Linked DNA regions of Ovis aries: region 1 is linked to region 2. A link is a contact called in public Hi-C data. All regions are on one chromosome and are shown on one strand. The core of a region is the stretch at or near the end of the contact, and the rest is flanking DNA. Distances in the headings are between cores, read along the strand shown.

Region 1 (6,639 bases), core at 3,913-6,412, 180 kb before region 2:
CAAAGATTCTTAGCAGTGCTGTGACAGAGCACCATGACAGAGTAATTGCAGTAGATGCTTAGACACTATGTATGCCCAAAGAGGCACCCACAGTGTGGACATATTCCTGAGCACAAGAAATATCTACAGATTACCAGAAATAATTGGGGAAGGGGAATGAGGGAGCATGAGCCAGGGAAATACCAAAATGAATGAAGCTGTGATTGATTGGTGTCTTTCATGCCAATAGCTTGGGCCTACACTATGTACCTGGTGCTCTGCTAGGCACTAGATTTGCAGTAACCAAGGATTTCACAGCTTTGTTATCAGGGCAGATGTGCCAAAGCAGATAATGACAGAGACTCCTGGAACATTTTAACATTTCAGTTTTTAAAACAGAGTTTGTTTTAATTTAAAGAGTTTGAAAAGTTCATTAAACAGTCAGTTTGATCCAATTCCCCTTACCTGTATTAAAAGAAAACTTTTGAGGTCCACCTATTTTAGAAGAAAACTTTCAAGGCTCAGAGATAAGTGATTTTTCCAAAATCATATTGGTAGCTAACAGCACAGCAAGAAAAGACCAAATATCCTGAGGCTTATTCTTGCCCACTACCCCACAATACCTCATTTATAGTTCTTTAAATAGGGGACTTCCCTGGTAGTCCAGTGGTTAAGGATCTGCCTTCCAATGCAGGGGACTCAGGTTGGATCCCTGGTTGGGGAACTAAGAGCCCACATGCTGCAGGGCAACTAAGCCTCTGTGCCACAACTAGAGAAGGCTATGTGCTGCAACAAAGACCCAGAACACACACCCCCCCACCCCCCCCAAAAAAAGAATCTAATTCATTAAATGAATTACTCTGATTTTTTTTCATTCATGGATATGTTAAAAATAGTATAGTGAGAAAAGCATGGCTTCTGAATCAGACTTACCTGGGGTCTCAATTATTTGACAAATGCTTTGCTTAGCCTTAAGACTAGCCCTAATAAAATAGCTAGATGTTCTTGAAGAAATATAATAAACCTACACTCTTCACCAAAAATGGGCGCCTGAGTTTGTACCTGCTTAGGCTTTGTGCTCCTGTCCAAGATTTTGTAACAGATTATATGAATACTACTCAGCAAAGCCAACATAAGATTTAAAAAAACTAGTATTAATTCTAATGAACGACTTGTTACAAAACAGCCATGGCCATTAAGCTTTAGGGTTTACTTTACTCTAAAGAGTAATCACTCAGGAGGTAACACATAATCAAGGAAATCTACTTTAAAAGTGTAAGTATCTTCATGATCTCTAACAAAGCCTTCAAATTTCATCACCTATTTACATTTTCCACATCTCTCCTATATAATTTTGACAAACCCATTTCTCAAAAAGTGTCTTAAAGATGGTATTATCTAAGCTTAAAGCATAGAGATCCAATTTTCAGTTATGGTACTTTTGAAGCTATACACAAACATTACACTTGTTAGGTTGAAGAAAAAAATGTACCAGTGGCACTTTTTTCAACCCTAAAATTCTGTGTGCATTTATGTGTTTAAAATGCTGAATCATGAATTAAAGGAAACAGTCAGTGCAAAGAATCCAAACAAGTAGTTTACCTCATACCTAAATGTCCTAATTATGGCATCTGTTCATTTTGGTCTTGTAAAGCATTTGGAACCATGTAACTGAAGACTCTAAGTACTAGATAAGTAGAGCTCATTCTCAGAAACTGAACTCTAGGATAAAACTAAAAGTATTTATTTCTGCAAGTTATTACACTTTCAACTTCCTGTTTTATTTAGGCAGCTCATCATGACCATTTCAGGTAACAATGCAGAAGTTAAAAACCCCAACTTCCTCTTTATAAAGTGACAAAAACTTCAGCAGTTAGTTATGAGAATGGTTGATCTTACTAGCTTTTACAGAAATATTTGCAAGGAAATCAGAGGCCCTCACCACCAAATTCAGCTCTGGGTTCACTGTTCTCAGAAAATATAACAAAGATAAAAAGCAGTATTTAAAATATATTTGGCATCATGACACACGTGTGCTACAAAAAATAAAATCAAATGCAGTTGAGATCTTAGTTAATAAAAGAAAAAAATGAAAATTTTACAGTACCCTCAAGGAAGAATCAATATACAAACTAAGGCTGAAAATATCTTTTTTGTAATAGTGCCTTGGTTGTGAAAGCTTTGTACAATAAGCATCTTGCTTAAAGGTAACTTTTTGTTTATGAATGCTAAGGTAGTCATATCAACAAGCCTTTTCAGAAAAATACTTTTTCAGTTCTTGAATTCAGTTAAAAGGCCTGGAGGAAAAGAGGTCAAATATAAAGTTGAAGGAAAATGGAAGTAATCTTTGAAGTCAAAGCCCTTTATTTTCACCTACTGATCCACAATAGAGAAATACATATCAGTTCATCTCTAGGAATAAAAACTCTAACAAAATTTCAGTAATCTCAGTCATATGGATTTATTATATGAGATTTTTTTTATATCAGCTATTCTTAGTTATCTACTCTAATGAAGACAATGCAGTTAATCTAAAACCTGTTTACTGAATATAAAATTCATCAACAGTTTTTGGGCAGTAGATTTACCTAATTATGATTTGTTTGCTATGTCATTATTAAAATTAAACTACAAAAGAAGTATGCTGGGCGATAAGAGAAAACTGGTCACACATCTGCTGCTATAAAATTAAGGCTATTTTTTTAATGTCACTAATTTCAACACTGTAAATATCCAGAGACATCTTAATTTACACTTTGAAGTATGTATTTTTTCTCCAAGTTTAATTAAAAAGGCATTCTAACCCTGTCAAAAACAAAAACCCAACACTGGTAAACTTCAAAGTTTATTATCTTAAATTCCTAGTGAAATTTTGCTTAAGTGGGCCATCAGTTAGGCTCACAAATGCTTTGCTATCCCATGATTTTCACTGTAATTTAACTTCATCTGAATTATAACTTTTTGCCTTTAGAATAAACTTTATTATGTTAACAGTTTTCTCTCTAGCGTAAGTTCACATACAGTATAAAATGTCCTTGCCCCGCTATATCTTACATTTATGAGAATCAATTTCCAAGTAAGAGAAAATCTAATCTGAAGTGTTGTTCAATGGCTTGTGAATGTTCAGCGCTTTCTTCAGCATTTCAGAATGGCATGGTGTATATGATATATCAAGTTATTCCACACAGAGGACTCTTGGATCATAAACAGTCCAAGAAAACCCAGATACATTTACAGAGCATTCAGAGATATACATTTTTTAAGAGTCACTGTGGGAAATTCCTTGTCCTACTACGAATTATGTTATGAAATCATTGTAATATTCACAAGTTCTAAAATCTTTAACCTATTTACTGAAAAGCCTGACAAACTGTTATGAAAAGTTTGCAGTTGTCAGGAAAAAAATTATTCCACCTAAGGTGGAATATTCTCTTGTACTTAAGACACTCTTAAAGAAATAAGCATACAGAAAAAAAAAAAAAGCATACAAATTACACACTGACAAGTTCAACTATAATCAAAGACATCACAGTGGAGCACCAAAGAAAGCAGGAAGCTTTGTCCAGACTTGCATGTGTTAATATTGTTTATGTGCGACATAAAACCTTTCTGGAGTTAAAAAAGAAAGAATTCGTTGGCTAATCTTGTTAAGAAAAAAGTCGAAAACTGTTTTTCAAAAATTATCGTTAAAAGACGCAAGGGACAGAGTCACCGCGGGGGCCGTATACGTACAATCAAAGGAGTGTTACAGAGAAAAGCGTGTTCAGATTCTGAAGCCAATGTCCCTGAGCCTTACACATTTATTACCGCGAGTTAGTTTAGCCGGTAGTATGTGGGAAAAGAGGTGTAGGAGGATAGGTGGCCGATATATTAGAGACCTCTCCCTGTCGAGGAGTCGTGACAGCAAAATCACTTCCTGAGGAAGGAGGAGCAAAAGGGAAGTTAAGAGGCCACCCTGACCAGGAAGTGACTCGCCCTAAACTAGCCCCAATCATATCTAAAAATGGGGGGATGGGGTGAGCCCCAACCGCTGAAGGCGGTAAAATAATTGCTTCTTGATTCGTCGCGACATCATCATCGTCCCCTTTCTCAAATACAAAAAAGGTCCACAGTCACAGTTCAATAACGGAAGGTCTCTTCTCTCGCAGGAAGGTCACCAGGTTGTGCCTCAGGCCCAGGAGTAAAAGAGAGTTGAGGAATGGGGAACTGGGGCCACCGTGAGGCAGACGAAAGCCCCTAAAAGGGCAGCGAAACGTCCCGACTGCGGGGACGGTATGCCGGCACAGACCGAGAAGCTTTCTTCTCCTGAGTGCACTGCCGGGGTTCCCACCCCAGTCAGGTCGGGCCTCCCTGCCCTGTCCCGGGAAGAGGCAAGAGAGAGAGGCGAACCCCTTACCTTCTCCTCATCCGACACCCGATCCTCGAAGTCGGCCATCTTGGGCTGCTCTGGCCCAGCCCGGCCCTGGCGCGAAGGAGGCTGGGAAGAAAGCCGAGTGATGGAATCACAGCGAGGGGCGTCGGAAGGACCCGCCCGGAAACGCCGACCGCGAGAGCGCCATGTCAGTTACGGGCGGGGGTGATGGCCCCGGGCCTCGGCGCCCAAGGAAGTCGGCTAACTTTAATTTTAAATCTGTCTTTCTCACTGAGTTACATTCATTTCCCCACTTATTTTGGGGACGTTGGGAGCGTGTTTCGACTGGAATTGCCAGAGCTGCAGCCATTTCCCTATTCATCTATGGGACGTTGGGAGAGTGTTTTGACTGGTATTGGCGCCCGAGCTCCAGCCGACCAAATTGCCGTCGCTACTCCTGTAGATTTTCCCAGTATCAGTGCTCTCCATGATAGCCGAGCCCAAAGGGCTTAGTGCTGCTCGGACTCTGGAACGGTTGGTGGGTTTTTCAACCCTAGGAATGGGGTGGAAGGCGATCCTTATTCGTCTGGAGGCTAAAACACTTCACTCCGGGGGTCACAGTTCAGTTCCTCCAGAATAGGTGCCGCCATCCGCCCTTTCCCTCCCTCGGAAGGAATAGGTAGCTCAGTCCTGGGGCGTTCCTCCACTTTCCAGGTCTTCGTCCCCGTTCCCTGGGACTATCAGTTTTCACGGAGACCAACTTTAGGTCCGCCACTATCCCAGGATTCCCGACTCCCGCTTTCCTGCCCTTCTCCCCTCCCAACTCCCGGCGCTAGCGGGAGCGGCAAGATGGCGGACAGTGACGGCTTAGGTGAAGCAGCGATTGCTGCAGCGTCTCCTCCTGCCCCTGTTCCCGGCTTAAGCCCGCCGCTGGGCTGGAGGGAGCGGCTGCGGGCTGGTCTGGCGGGGATTGGGGCCTCACTGTGGTTCGTGGCGGGGCTGGGGCTGCTTTACGCTCTGAGGGTCCCGCTGAGGCTGTGTGACAATTTGGCAGCGGGTGAGAGGCCCAGAGCTCCCCGGGGACGGGCGGCGGTCCGGGTAGGGGGCAGTTAGAGGTGTCGGGGGCAAAGGCCAAAGCGCTGAGATTTCCTTATCACTGGAGGGCCTCAGAGAATGAGTTAGTTTAAGCGACCGAGTGGATTCTTTTTCTCTGAGGCCGCAGCTGATTGTCAAACTTGAGCTGCAGCCGCCGGCTCCTCCCGGAACTCTTAAGATCCGCCCTCTCTCGTGTGCCCTCTTGCGCCCTAAGAGAAACCATCTGACAAGCTGTAAGCTTCAGGTGATAGGACAGATGAGAGCAATTTCAGACCTGGATGCAGAATTTATGTACACCCTTTGAGTCTCCCGCCACTCAGCTGAGAGAACCCACACCCAGACAACAAAACATCTAACAGAAAACATCACGATCGTAGCCAACTATTCTCATGTTTTAAAATAGCGTTGTCAAGAAATAGTTTCCGATATATTTTTGTCCGTTCTCTGTTTTAGGCTTTATCTTGAGTAATAAAATAGAACAATACGGGAAGTAAAGAGAAAGAGAGCCACAAACAGTAGTGGGTACTTTCCTTAGTTCTTTCTTTCAACATTGGTAGAGAGCTTGCTGTGTAGTGTGGGCTGAAGACCCAAAGACATCTAAGAGGTGACGATCCCTTGGATTCTGCAAATATCCTTTAGCTGTAGCCGGGTCAGAGTGGATGCGAGCCAGGGCCTCTTACCATGTCATTACAAATCGGCAACCTCAGATTAAAGTGAATATTTCTATTGTGTGACGATTTTGTCTGTCAGTGCTGTTTTATTTTTCTGTAGAAAGAGGAGGCAAGTGTTCCGTTTTCTATTCTGTGAGATAACATGAAAGACTGAGATAATATTCTGAAATATTTGGACTTTTTAAGAACTGAGTATGTAAATCCAGAGACAACTAACACACTAAAACAAGCTAGATAAATTGACCTTCCTAGACTGTTTGAAAAAGCTAATTTGGTGTTACAGGTTAATGAAGTGTTTACTAGTGGTTTGTACGCTCAGTGAAATGTTACTCATTGAGTTCTTTTTTTTTTTACGTATTAATTAGATATGCCATTCAGCTGAGAGTCAGTGACTTTACAGATTTTTATTTCTTTCTAAAACCCAAAGTATTTATGAGACTGTTATTTGAAGTGAAGAGTCTGGTCCAGGTTTTCAGTGAATCAGATATAGGAACCATTTAGTGTGCTGTTCTCTTTGGGCTATTTTGCTTCTCTAGGTGACCT
Region 2 (7,657 bases), core at 3,896-6,395:
AAATATTTAAAACCAAACCAACCCATAGCTAAAATCAGATACTAATTCTTCACCTTTGTTTAAATGATAAAGGAGTAAAAGAATATTCAATATTAATTAACTCACGTGCAGTGCTAATAATAATGTCAATAATACCTACCAATTATTGAGTGCTTCCTACATGCCATGTTCCTGTAATCCTTTTTTAAAAAAAGCCTCTAAAAGTCATTTTTAAGTCACAGCTGAGGAAACTGAGATATGGTGAAGGTAGAAAACTCTGCCCTTCTGGGTCATACAGCAAAAGAGCAACAGAGTTGGGATTTGAACTCAGGTTTGCCTTTAAAGTCTGTGCTGTAAATTAGCACACTTTATCGCCTCGCCATAAATAACCTATCTTCTCACTGAAATGCTTTGAACTAAAACTAGGAAGATTCAATTTTTAGCTATTAGCAGCAAACATTCAGGAAATAAGAAAAAAATGGCCTTTGGTAACAGGCTGATGAGCTATTCCTGGGGTCAACCACCAGACTGGACAAACTTCCTCTAAAAATATCTCTGCTTCTTGTATCATGCCACTAAACACCAATTCAGTGGCCTAAAAATCCTTGTATCAGGTATCTGAGATCATGACATGTAAAAGATTTGTTTTCCCCTACTTATGCATCTTAGCTCTATGTTGAAATATTTAAAATTAAACCAACCAATAACTAAAATCAGACATGAATTCTTCACTGGTGTTTAAATGCTAAAGGTGTAGAAGAATATTTAATATTACATTATTTAATTCACATAAAAAGTGAAACACTATTTCACTAAAAACATCCAAGAAACACCATTCTGCTCCACTCAGAAAAGTCAAAAATTCTAATCTTGTTCTGCAAATTAACTAGCAGTACTGGAAACCTGATTCTACCAAGACACAAATCCACTGTAGGCTGAGTGCATTATGCCCACCACAGTCAGTCTGCATGATTCCATTCAGCGACCCAATACAGTGTGTATCCTTAATCATGTACTTGGTCCTAGTTTAGAAAAGTATAAAGTCAATTAGAAATTCATTTTTTAAAAAATCCCAAAGTAGATCAGAAATTTGTCAAAACCAAACTCTCAGAAACCATTTTTAAAGAAAAAACAGTTCCTAGTGTGTTCTCCTAAATTCACTTCATTCCTCTCAGGTCAGATTTTTAGAAAAATAAAATGCTAAAAGACTAGCACTGATTACATTAATAAGTCTGGTTCAAATTTCAAACTTCAAAATTCATTACTTCAAAATTATATATCTAATCAGCAGACATCTTCTACTACAAAATTCAGTATTTTAGTCATTGAAGATACTGGAGCGCCAGAAGACATCAGATCGGGAAAACAAGGCAGAAAGAAATGGACTGTTTATACCAACAAGATATGCCATATCTTATCAGTACATCTTTCTAGTCTACCCGAAGGTGTCAGCTTCAAATGAAGTTCAACACTCATTAAGTCAAACTATATACTAGGCACTATGAAAGGTATAAAGGTGAAACAAAACATACTAACACCTCCTGAAGACTTTATAATGAGATAGACTACACGTACATTAGAAAAATCTCTGCATACGATGCTTTTCTTCATCTAACACTACTAAACAGGTGTCGAAAAAGTTAAAGATTTCTGCGATTCAAATGTGTATCGAATAAATCTTGCTTGTTATGCCAAGGAATCAAAGAGCATTATTTGCTTTTTCCTTTCTGCTCATAAAGGCCCTGGCAATCACCACAACTTTGTTTTCCTTAGTCTCTTTACATTGGTTTATTTTCTTTTCTCTGTTCATAAAGGAAGATATATCTTTTGGGGATTTCCTGCTCTGCTTTTAGTTTTTCTCTGCTGCTATTGCTGGGGGGCCCTTACCAGCCCATTGCAGTATGCTTGGTGTGTGCTGGAGAGACCCTCCGCAGTTTCTTCTCGGGGCCTTTTTATTGGAGATCTGGAAACAGTCACCGAGTGGATCTATGCAGAGGGAGACTGGCTCCGAAAACGTCCAACCTAACTATTCAAAATTAATTACCTTCATGACGTCTACCTTCAGAGACGCTTATCAGGAAAGTAAAAGACAGCCCTTATGATTGCCCCTCATGATTCCAACTCCTCCAATCCCATTGTTACTATGTTTGACTTCAGAAAACAGTAGTAAGACAGACTTTGGATTGAAAGCAAAAGAAACAACGCTAAAAAATATGGCGGATTTTAATGTATGAAAGCACTAGCAACAGATGGTTAATGGGGAGTCAATGGCATTTACATTAGGCCAAAATTATCAATATTTTGCACCTGCTGAAATGAAGGTCTTTATGAGCACCCTATAGAGACTCTCTTTGGTAGTCACATGTGTCTGAATAGCTAGAGTTTACCTTGCTTTTATTAATCCTTATCTCTGAAATTTAAAATGTGCTTTTAATTTTTATCCCCTGAATTTTGGTAGATGATACTGGTCTTGTAAAGCCAGTCAACATCATATATATATATTACACATCAGTTTCTCCTAGAGGAAAAAGCCCACCATAAAATAGGGGCTAGAGAGTAACCAAAGGCTACCTGACCAGATTAATCATAAACCTAGACCACTGAACCTGAATTTTCTTCAAACACTTCCTCCCTTTTGTTTCAAAAGAACTACACCTTCAAGGTTAACTGCAGTCTCCCTGAGCAACAGACCAGCCCACCTAGACTGGAAGTCACTCATTCCTAATCTAAAGCTCTTTATTTAGTTATCTGTACTGCTTCACTTGAAAGCATGCTGTTACGGACAGTCCAACAATATACACTGCATTCCTACCCACAACGACAACTCTGTAGATATACAACACGCTCAATTCACTGTGAAATACTAAAAGGCGATTTTTCATCAAATTTTCAGGAAGAAATAGGATAGAAAGCAAAAACGAAACGCAACTCAAACCTAAAAAAAAACAATCCTCAGAGGTTAGGTTCTCTTTCAAGTAATAGAGTAAAGGTACAAAGCGGGGTCGGGAAGGTTACTATTTCTCCTCCTCCAGAGTCAAAAAGTCTCGAAGCAGAGGAACTCTCGATACCGCCCCCCGCCCCCGCCCCAGCTCCATAGGAGAATAGAGGATTCAGGGGGAAGGCTCAGGAATACAGAATGGGGGATGGGAGGAACCCAAGTTGGGGAAGGCCGATTCGTCCGTGGAGCTGGCTGTCTAGGTCGGGTCTTTTGATTTTTGCATCGTCCCATCTCTCTTCTTTTTGAAAACACTGATTTTTATCTTATGGATAAAATTACCTCTGGTCCCTCCCTTGCGAGCAAGGACAGGTGTTGGAAGAGATGTCTGGCCTCCTAGGGGTACAAAATGGGGGCGGGGGCGGCAGTCTAAAGAATGGGAACCTGTACGCCTTCTCCCAAGGTTGAGGGGCTAGGTGAGGGACCTTTTAAATGAGGGGTATCAGGAAACCAGCCCCTTCTGGGAAGCTGGGATTGATGGGGGACAGTAAGTAGCTGCAAGCACCCTCGAAGGATGAGGAGCCGCCTCCTCAGGGAATACCGGGAGGTAGAGGAGACGGCCCCGCCCCCTCAGGGGATGGGCGCGAGTGGCAGCTGGTACGGTGGCGGGAGGACACCGGCGGTTCTACCCCTGTTTTTCTTTCGAGAACCTGGCCTCCCAGCCGCCGCCAAGCCCCGGCGCCAACGGCTCCTACCTTTTCCCGGCGCTCAAGGTTCCTCTCCCTGCCGCCTCCGCCACCCTCTCCATCCACAGCCCCTCGAGGCCCCGCCCCTCAACAGCCAGGCGGGGGCACTGGCATTCGGCAGAGCCAATGGCCTCCTCGCCTCTCCAACCCCGAAACCAATCCGCGCCGGCTGGAGGAGGGGCTTCTCCAATGTCATTTAGGCTCCTCCCGGGGCCCCAAGATCCCTTTTGTTTGGGGAGAGCCAAGCTGGGATTGAGCTCGCGTCACTTCCGGGAGGAAGCTCAGTCCTCCTGCCCCGGCTCGGGGTGGGCTTGCGCCCCTCCGGGCCCGGATTCTGCAACTTTCCACCTTCTATGGGCTTTCGGGACCAGATGGTGGCGAGTGCTTCGTGTGTACCCTCGTTGTACGGGAAGCTCAGGAATGGGTTTCGGGTGTCCTGACTGACTGGGCACATTAACGTTTCATCCAAAATGTTAATAAATGAAGTGCGCTCTGGTGTTTAGAAAACCTGCTGTTGAAAACCTGGTAACGTGGCTTGCCTGTTCTACCCCCCGACACACTTTTTTTTTTTTTTTTGGCGGGGGGCGGGGGAGAGGGGGACAAAGCGTGTGCTAGAGAAGGGAGCAAAGATGAAAAACCCAGAGACCCCTCTTTTCACATTATATTTGGAAGAGAATAGTAGCTTCTGGAGCCCCTGGAACCCCTGGAGTGGAGACGCCGGGTAGCTTTCCAACCCGACTTCCTTTCCAGGTAGAAATCGAATGAATAAAATTTCTGTGTGTCAGTGTTTTCTACGCTGTTTTCCAAATGAGAATTTTTGTGTCTTTGGCCCCATTGTACTGTAGGCTGCCGCAGCCCTGCTGGGACAAAGGACAGTAGAGGATGCAAGGAATGTCTGTCCCTCGTGAACACAGGAATGCAGATCTGGTGGCAGCAAGCCCTTGTTTAGTCGCTAAGTCACCTCCGACTCTTTTGTGACGCAATGGGTCCGCCAGGCTTTTCTGTCCATCGACTTTTCCAGGCAAGAATACTGGAGTGGGTTGCCATTTCCTCCTCCAGGGCATCTTTCTGATCCAGAGATCGAACCCGCATCTCCTGCATTGCAGGTGGATTCTTTACCGCTGAGCCACCTGGGAAGCCCCGCACTAAGCCCTCCAGCACCAAATAACCCAGAGAAGGGCGAGGGTGCATCCCTTCCTGAGGTCAAAGTTTCTGGATTTCTTTATCCCTTTCACGGATTCCAGTTCAACTGGTTAAACGAATAATAATCACATTGCTTTAAATATAATACATGCTTACAATTATTTATAATGCACAAGTAATATGAATTAATTTCAATGTATTATTTCTAATATTAACAATTATTATTAAGCAAAGCAGTAGTGAGGCCTCCTACTCACCTAGGCAGACTGTCTCAAGACAGATCCAGCTCTGTCCACACGCAGTTTGCAGTCAGGTGGAGGGATGTAGTCAGTCGGCAAACATAGGGAAGTTCGAAGGAAGTAAACCAGTATTAATGCCATTTTGTTGCATAAGTGCTCAGTCAGGTCTGACGCTTTTGTAACTGCATGGATTGTAGTCCACCAGGCTCCTTTGTCCATGGGATTTTCCTGGCAAGAATGCTGGATTGTGTTGCCATTTCCTCCTCCAGGGGATCTTCCCCACTCAAAGATCAAACCCTTGTCTCTTGCACTGGCAGGTGGATTCTTTACCACTGAGCCACCTGGGAAGCCCTATTAATGCCATTCAGTTCAGTCGCTCAGTTGTGTCCGACCCCATGCCAGGAATCCCTGTCCATCACCAACTCCTGGAGCTTCTCAAACAGATGTCCATCGAGTTGGTGATGACATCCAACCATCTCATCTTCTGTCGTCCCCTTCTCCTGCCTTCACTCTTTCCCAGCATCAGGGTCTTTTCAAATGAGTCAGTAGTTCACATCAGGTAGACAAAGTATTGGAGTTTCAGCTTCAGCATCAGTCCTTCCAATGAATATTCAGGACTGATCTCCTTTAGGATGGACTGGTTGGATCTTCTTGCAGTCCAAGGGACTCTCAAGAGTCTTCTCCAACACCACAGTTCAAAAGCATCAATTCTTTGGTGCTCAGGTTTCTTTATAGTCCAACTCTCACATCCATACATGACTACTGGAAAAGACCATAGCTTTGACTAGATGGACTTTTGTTGGCAAAGTAATGTCTCTGCTTTTTAATATGCTGTCTAGGTTGCCATTCCTGCAAGTTATTTTCATATAATGATATTTAATCTTCACACAGGAGACATGAATTTGATCCCTGGGTTGGGAAGATCCCCTGCAAAAAGGAACAGCTACCCACGCCAGTATTCTTGCCTGGAGAATTTCATGGACAGAGAAGCCTGGTGGGCTACAGTCCATAGGGTCTCAAAGAGTCGAACACAGCTGCGCAGGCATGCACACATACGCACACAAATGTAATATCTTTCCTAACCTGTAAGATAGACCATTGGTGCCTATTTTACAGAGAAGAGAGAAATTCAGAGAAATCAAGTAAAGCCATAGAACTAGTAAATGGAAAACAAAGACCTTCCAACAAGGATGTGGATTCCAACTCTGTGCTATATTCTGCTCTCTATACACTTGGCTTTCAGGAGGAGGGCTGGTTCAGAGAGTGAGTCTGGATGACCTCCAACTAGCATTAGAAACAGAAATGGGCTCCATGTCTCCCTCTATTGACTGCTGGCTTGAGAATGTCCTCTGTATGTATATTTGAAGGACAAGAGGACTGTACTGAAGGGCTTCACAGCAGCTCAGATGCTTCTGAAGTAACAAATAGGAAATTCAGAACTTCAGAAAGACATCATTCCCTGTGTTCTGAAAGGCAAGATGAAGGGCCAGGGACATAGTAGGTGTTCAACAAATACTGACTTCACTTGAAACAAAATGTCTGGAATGGTTAAAAACAGAGTTTCAGTGCTGGACTAGGCCCACGAATTTGAAAAATTCCATTTCCTCCTCCGCCCTTTTGCCCTGCCTTCTGGGTGTGCAATGAGGAAGTGCCTCATTGCCCGACAGTGAGGCAGATGCAGAACAGGCTATTTTCTGCTGGCTTCTGAGTCACTGTAAGAGTTGTCCCAGTGAATCAGCTCACCCCTCCTCCCCTCCTTCCCTTTGTTAACCCACCATTACCCATTCTACTCCCAGGTTGACCTGGCACCTACTTCCTTCAGAGCAACTGGCGGCTCCCCAGATTTTCTGAGCTCTTGCTGACTTTCCTCAGTGAGTGTGGGAGGACCCAGCAAGAATGAGGTCATCCCTGCCTGGTAGGATTGAGTCCTGAGGGTATTCAGATTATTATCCTTTTAATTCATCACCCCTGGAGCTAGTGCATGGCCAGAGCCTGTGAATTTGAAGTTCAATGATTCTTCAAATGTATAAAATGTCTAAATAAATTAGAGTCTGGCACACAGGTGTACAGAGGTAGAAAGGGGGTTTGTAATAATTTCCTAAAGTTGTATAACACAACATACTATTTTTATATCTATTATTGTATCAACATGCCAGTAGTATTTATTAAATGCCTACTGTATGTCAGGTAACAATTTAGTAAGAAGCACTAAAGAGTATAGTGTGTGTTAGTTTTTCTCCAAATGAGTAAACATCTTAGGTAGGTGTACCATGAATGTTTATTGCTGGTTTGGGGAAGGCAATGATAGAGTAAAAGAGGGCTAGACTGGAAATGTAAAAGAAAAATTTGTGAGTTCTGCTGGAGTTCTCCCTGTCACAAACTGTAGTTTCTTAGGGCTGCTGTGACAACTGACCTTAAATGGGGTGATTTAAAATAACAGAGATGTATTCTCTCTCAGTGAGGAGGCTAGGAGTCTGAAATTAAGGTTTTGACAAGGTTGGTTCCTTGGTGAGGGGTGTTGGTGGGAGTGGGCTTATGGAGGGTCACCCTGCTCTCCTAGCTTATGAGGGTTCCTGGAAATCCTTGGCTTGTAGCTGAATTGTGTTATTCTCTGC

What was found. Hi-C and Micro-C count contacts between places; a contact is called where the count stands out from the background.
Region 1: a Hi-C map of tail adipose tissue shows a contact between it and region 2, with 5 times the contacts expected there. The contact joins the promoter of ST7L here to the promoter of CTTNBP2NL in region 2. A contact is called at or near these places in 5 of 16 Hi-C or Micro-C datasets (hypothalamus, liver, retroperitoneal adipose tissue and 2 more).

What each region holds. Positions count from the first base shown.
Region 1 is chr1:90,019,461-90,026,099 of ARS-UI_Ramb_v3.0, reverse strand. It overlaps ST7L (suppression of tumorigenicity 7 like), which reads left to right and starts at 5,162. Exons shown (of 13, transcript XR_006060391.2): 1 at 5,162-5,387. It overlaps CAPZA1 (capping actin protein of muscle Z-line subunit alpha 1), which reads right to left and starts at 4,427. Exons shown (of 10, transcript XM_004002331.5): 1 at 4,376-4,427. The coding sequence starts at 4,414.
Region 2 is chr1:89,839,989-89,847,645 of ARS-UI_Ramb_v3.0, reverse strand. CTTNBP2NL (CTTNBP2 N-terminal like) reads right to left here and starts at 5,145. Exons shown (of 5, transcript XM_042252468.2): 1 at 5,061-5,145.